Linked DNA regions of Mus musculus: region 1 is linked to region 2. A link is a contact called in public ChIA-PET data. All regions are on one chromosome and are shown on one strand. The core of a region is the stretch at or near the end of the contact, and the rest is flanking DNA. Distances in the headings are between cores, read along the strand shown. Region 1 overlaps Pkp4 (plakophilin 4). Region 2 overlaps Ccdc148 (coiled-coil domain containing 148).

Region 1 (3,122 bases), core at 324-2,823, 360 kb before region 2:
GTCTTGGAGTGTATAAGAAAGCAGGCTGAGTAAACCTTGAGGAGCAAGCCAGTGAGTTCTTCTCCATGGCCTCTGCTTTAGTTCCTGGTTAGCGTTACCTCCCTGATTTCTTCTGATGACGGAGTATAAAGTGAAAATCCTAAGCTGAAATAAACACTTTCCTCCTCAACTTGTTTTTGGTCATGGTGTTTATCTCAGAATAGAAAGCAAATTAAGACAGTGCATTAATAGTGGTACAGAAGTTACAGGGTTTTTAGATTGATAGTGAAGGTCCCTGCCAACAGAATGAAGTATGAATTTGTGTTTTGGCTGTAAGATGGGTCCTAATATGGTTTTGAAAGCTTGGTTTTTAAGCATAGGAATGAATGATTTTTAAGAAAAAGAACGCAGTCTGATCCAGGCTGGTTCAAGTTTTAATTCTTTTTTCATGCACATTCATGTGGCTTTAGGCTGGGTACACAACATCCATTAGCATGGGTTTGAGCAGACCAACTCCCCACCTGGGATACATTACAACCTGCTTAAACACGTTCAGTGTGAGGCAGATGGTAATCTGAAAGGCACTTCAGTACATGCACAGGGAGAAGAAAAGGAAGGGTGACACATTTGAACTGGAGAATCATCAAACAGTAATTACACATACATTTAATGTCTCTTTTAATAAATACTGATTTAAGTAATGATGCTTTTAATAATTTACAGCTTTTAAAGTAGCTCTTGGGAGTATAACTAAAAGAAAGAGAGAGGAAGAGGGAGAGGGAGAGGGAGAGGGAGAGGGAGAGGGAGAGGGAGAGGGAGAGAGAGAGAGAGAGAGAGAGAGAGAGAGAGAGAGAGAGAGAGAAAGGAAGAGTACACTGTAACCATGACAGCACCTTCGCTTCCTGTGCTGTCTCCAGCAAGCTGAGCTGGGGGAGGCACAACACTGGTCTCTACCACTTGGTTTTAGTCTGCATGCTTAATGGCAGCATTCAAGGAGCCAAGTGCAGGCTCACATTTAACACTTCCAAACAACTTTTTGAAAAAAGTACAAGAGAAAAAGTATCAGCCTTTTAGACAGAACTTCTGTGACTTTGATGCTCATAGGTAGAGCAAGCACCAGGTTTAAAAGCAATCATTTCCCAGTGACACGCTGTGAGGTCATGAGGGCAGGGGCTACTTTTCTCAGTACCTGGGAGAGAGACTACAGCAGAGGAAGTGTTTAGTAAGCACGTGTCTGTCTGTTCTGCTGGGACAGGGAAAGAATGACAACACATTTATGTCTGCATGAAAATGCCAGAGCGTGTGAAGTGTCATGACAGTAAGGTGATGAAGAGTCCCTGGGCTAGTGGAGAGGAAAGCAATAGTGAGGAAAACACAATGATAAAAATGTACAGAACACAGGACAGCAGGAGGGGAGGAGACCAGTATGCCACGATGCAGAAAGGCCATCAGAAGTTGAAAGGTATTGGAAGAACGGAGGTGTGAGTGAGCCTCCCTGCTCTATGTGAATAGAGTCAGTCTAAATTTGGTGGAATAGGAAGGGGAGGAACCAGGAAGGCAGCTCTGGAGATGAGAAAATGAGGCAAGCGGGCAAAGAAAGACATGAGTCACTCACTCATGGGCAGCCAAGGATGAGAGTCTGAGTGCTGAGAGGAAGCTATAGATGTGTTCCGGTACTTGATGGACTGTGTCAGTGTGACCTTGAGGGAGGTAAGACCCACGAGAAGCTGGAAGAGTAAAAACCAAAGGGTGTCATCTTGGGAGGGGCAGGAGAAGAGCCTGGCAGGCCTGTGAGAATTAAAGCAGTGACTGGCTAAAAAGCAGGTTGGTGGGAGAGCCGAAGCCTGCCCCAGGATTGCTCTTGTGTCTTTCCTACACTGAGTCCCTGGGGACAGATGGTGGCTATAGCTCGTTCCTTGTCAAAGACCATGGAAGAAGAGCACAAATCGCGCACACTCTTTTCCTTACAGAAAGCATCCTGGCATCAGAGCAGACTGAGAAATAGAAAAATCAGTGAACATGAAGACAGTCTTGGCCATGTCAGTGAATGCCTTCTCCTCAGGAGCACACACACACACACACACACACACACACACACACACACACACTCTAAAACTAGAATAAAGGAATGGACAATGCCATCCCGACCAGAATCAGAAGTCAGCTGTTATCCATTGTGTATGGTTGGCATCAGAATTGGAGAATGGAGTGGTAAGTCTAACATACAAGAAAAAAATCTTGGGTTTCCATCCTATCTGGGGAAATAAGAGATCACAAGAAAGATCTTTATGCTTAAATGTCTTTTAACTTTTGCTTTCAGGAAATAACACATTTAATTAAATTTTATGAAAAGTATAATTTCAAAGCCAAAAACCACAATAATAGGGTTCTCTTTGTTTGTTTGTAAGACATGGTCTGACTTTGTAACCCTGGCTGTCCTGGAACTTGGTATGTAGACCACGCTGGTCCTAAACTCAGAGATCTGCCCGCCTCTGCCTCCCAAGTGCTGGCATTAAAGGCTTAGGCCACTCCGCCTCGGTAGAGCTCTGTATTTTATATATGAAGAAAGAAAACCAAGCACATTTGTACATTATCCTATTGAGTACATTTTAACGGAACGCTTGTCCTCATCAAATCACAGCAGCTGACATTCTAGCCTGTGCAACAGGCGTGGAACAGGACAAGCATAGCACTGTCTACAACCATGCACTGAGGACCAGAAACATCTTCTCTACACAATGTACACTAGACTGGTCTTTAAAACTAAGTGATAACTTAGGCCATTCTCTCACTGACTAGCTTTCTGTAGGACTATGCATGATTTCCTGAGATGTTTTTTCCTAAACATCCAAGATGTGACTGAGGGTGAGACAGACATTTTTATGCCAAAGCTTCTGGGAAAACAGGACGGAAAAACAAAAATGTCTTGTTTTGAAAGTATTTTTTCCAACTTGCTCCCCTCCACATCCCTCTTCCTCGCTCACATATAACCTGTTCCCTCCTGACAGAAGGAATTTCAGTCAGCTGATAGGCAGCTGACTGCATAAACTGACTTCATTTCTTCTGAAGGGCACAACACTGCTTTGAAGTTACAGCATTCAAATAAAATAGTGAATTCTAATTTAATGGAAAGTACCTTTTTA
Region 2 (3,390 bases), core at 605-3,104:
CTTTCCATGTCTCCTTCCCCCTGTTTACTCCTCACTTAGGGATTTCATTAAAATTCTGACATAGCATTAAAATTTACAAATTGTCAGTTCTTGGAAGGCAGTTTCATTATAATCCTCTGGTCTATTGGCCTCCTCCAGCTTCTCCGTTTCCTTTGAGAGGCATCCTAAGAGACTCTTCTTGGAGGGTGGGTGAGGCCAAATCCCACTTTGTAATTTAGGAAAGGACATCACAGGGGTTTGCTCATACCCAATCAAGCTCAATGACAGGGTCACCTTAACCAGATGACCAGATAACTAGGGACACTGCCTTCTGGGGGTGTCCATTGTTAAAAGCAAAAGGGACCATTTATCCCAGGGCTTTGTCTAGAAGTCTGAATCCTCAGACAGAGGAAAGGCTGTTCAGGGAGGCACAGTGGAGGAGGAGCCACTGAAAAAACTGGCTGCCAGGCTAGCTGGAATAAGAGTAAGCCAGCTCTGAGGGCCACAAGGAAAAGTGCCCTAGAAAAGTCACAACCAACAATTAGTACTCTTCACTGTTGTTTTCTAGAATATGTCAAATGGCTAAAGAAAATGGTTTATATGTGTGTCTGTGTGTCTGTGTGTGTGTGTGTGTGTGTGTGCGTGCTTGTGTGTGGGTGAGTGTGAGCGTGCACACATTCACTTGTGGAGGCTTGAGGTCAACCTCAGATGTTACTCCTTGGGTGACAACCACAGGAGTCTCTGTGTTTGGTTTGCATGTAAGTATTCAGGTGTGTGTTCATGTTTGTGTGATGTTATTTATATTAGGTTTCTTCTTTTTGTTATTTATTTATTACGTATTTTCCTCAATTACATTTCCAATGCTATCCCAAAAGTCCCCCATACCCCCCCCCCCACTTCCCTACCCACCCATTCCCATTTTTTTTGGCCCTGGCATTCCCCTGTACTGGGGCATATAAAGTTTGCGTGTCCAATGGGCCTCTCTTTCCAGTGATGGCCGACTAGGCCATCTTTTGATACATATGTAGCTAGAGTCAAGAGCTCCGGTATACCGGTTAGTTCATAATGTTGTTCCATCTATAGGGTTGCAGGTCCCTTTAGCTCCTTGGGTACTTTCTCTAGCTCCTCCATTGGGAGCCCCGTGATCCATCCAATAGCTGACTGTGAGCATCCACTTCTGTGTTTGCTAGGCCCTGGCATAGTCTCTCAGGAGACAGCTATATCTGGGTCCTTTCAGCAAAATCTTGCTAGTGTATACAATGGTGTCAGCATTTGGAAGTTGATTTTAGGTTTCTTCTTTTATTTCTCTCTTATTTTTGGAGACAACGTCTCTCACTGAATCCAGAGGTCACCAATTACTCTAGACCCAGCAAGGATCCTCCTGTCCCTCCCACACACATCCTAGCACTAGGATTATGGGTGCAAATGCATGCCGCCATGATGCTCAGCTTTTTTTTTTTTTTTTTTTTTTTTTTTTTTGCATGAGTTCAAGGAAATCAAAACCCAGAGCCTCTTGTTCGCAAAGCAACCACTTTACCAAATCAGCTATCTTCCCAACCACCCCAAAGTCTGACAGTAAACATTTTATAATATTCTTACAATAGAAATTTTAAAAGGCTGCTTTTACAAAAAGAAAAAAGAAAAAAAAACAGAGAGAAACAAAAAAGAGGAAATCAGACATCAGCCTTCCCGGGAGGTGTTTATGAAAGTAAATTTTTATGCTTCTTTTTTGGCCTCAGATGTTAAAGCTGTTTGTTGAGCCTCTTCGCTGATCATTTCCCAGGCTGAAAGAAAACCAAGGTTGACTGCATTGCCGTGGGCAGCTGAATCACTCTAAAAAATCTCTAGTCCTTTTGATGTTTGCCGCCTGCAAAAGTTCTGAGAGTCGTGGGGAGGAAGAAAGGAAATGGAAAGAGGGTTTTAAAGCAGTGTTGAGAAGTCGGGCTTTAAGACTCTTGTTTACTTAAATCGCTTGCTGGAGGGAAAGGGCAGGAATGCACCTGCCAGCAGCTGAGAATCCAGCTTCTGCCTCTGCCTCCGAGTGCATCTGCGTCGTCTACCTGGGGAGAAGGTGCCCACTACAGCCCATTAAGTTAAAGGAAATAAACCCTGGCTGGGGACGGGAATTTTATAGCATACTGGCATATCTTATTAGCCTGGTTTGTGTAAGCTCTGTACTTTAAAGGGCATATCTTTTGTGTATATTTTTCCTTACACCACTATTAATCGCCTTAAAGAATTTTTAAAAACTCAAGTGCATATCAATCATGAAGCTAAACTAAGTCTACCTACAACCCATTCATGAGTTCAAGGCACTGTACCAATTTCCTCATGGTATCAGGGCAGATGTCTTTCCTTGGTCACACGTGGCAAGTGCCAGCCCCTGGGTGGGCTTTTAGACAGATGCTCTGCTACAGTAGCATGCTTGTGGCTGCGACCAAACAGCTTTCACGAAAAAACTTCAGGGAAGAAGGATTTATCTGGGTTACAGCTCAGGGCGGTTTGGTTGCTCATACAGGATAGGCAGAGTAGCAGTGTTGGCTCTTGATTGTGGCAGTGGGAGAGCGAGGCTGCTTGTTCACATCTGAGTGAGTCGGGAAGCGGAGAGAAGGGAATCCTAGCCCTTAGTTCATTCTCCCCTTTGTCCCATGGTATTCAGCCAGGGACTCCAGTCACTGGGATTATGTCACCCCTAATTTGGAAGGATTCTTCCTCCTCAGTTAATCTTCTCGAGAAATATGTTCACATGCATACCCAGAGGCACACCTCGCTAGTACCACAGTCATTTCATAATTTAGTTGAGTTGGGGACTCCAAAAAAAAAAAAAAAAAAAAAAAGTAACCATCCCTCAGGGGTTTTTATGTGCGTTACAGAAAGACAATTGTTGTATATTGGTATACATCGGGATTTCACATGCAAGTATGCAGTAAGTGGATTTCTGTTGCTAGTGAGGTATAGGGACCTGCCTGGGTGGTCTCTTGGCTTTCAGTTCATAATAGGAAAAAATGGTAGTGTCATGGACCCACCCTACTCCTCTCTAGTCCCAGATTTAGTAAATCTGGCAGGTCTGACTTTTAACTTTTCTCATCGTTCACAGAAATCAGATGTGAGGTTTGTTCTCCTTTATTCCCTCATTCTTCCAACTCTTTGTTTTTTGTTTGTTTGTTTGTTTGTTTGTTTGTTTGTTTTGAGGCAGGGTTTCTCTGTATAGCTCTGGCTGTCCTGGAACTCACTCTGTGGACCAGGCTGGCCTTGAGCTCAGAAATCCACCTGCCTCTGACTCCCAAGTGCTGGGATTAAAGGCGTGCACCACCACTGCCTGGCTCTTCCAACTCTTTGAATGGTTAAATATCTCACAAAACCATTCTAGTTTTATAGGTATAATGAGGGGTATATGTTTAATACGATGAT

What was found. ChIA-PET counts read pairs in DNA pulled down with a chosen protein or histone mark.
Region 1: a contact with region 2 is called in an RNA polymerase II ChIA-PET map of memory CD8 T cells, with 5 read pairs. The contact joins two enhancer-like sites. A contact is called at or near these places in 2 of 115 datasets of contacts at active chromatin or transcription factors (kidney and memory CD8 T cells).

Annotation. Positions count from the first base shown.
Region 1 is chr2:59,201,607-59,204,728 of GRCm38.p6, reverse strand. All of the region lies in intron 1 of Pkp4 (plakophilin 4), which reads right to left. Among named protein-coding and RNA genes, the nearest start is that of Pkp4, 42 kb to the right of the region's middle. Within about 2 kb of position 1,573, at least 41 of the 459 cell types and tissues checked have an H3K27ac peak or open chromatin away from gene starts, as enhancers often do. A contact at or near this core is called in memory CD8 T cells, where this site is marked.
Region 2 is chr2:58,843,210-58,846,599 of GRCm38.p6, reverse strand. All of the region lies in intron 12 of Ccdc148 (coiled-coil domain containing 148), which reads left to right. Among named protein-coding and RNA genes, the nearest start is that of Upp2, 90 kb to the right of the region's middle. Within about 2 kb of position 1,854, at least 24 of the 459 cell types and tissues checked have an H3K27ac peak or open chromatin away from gene starts, as enhancers often do. A contact at or near this core is called in memory CD8 T cells, where this site is marked.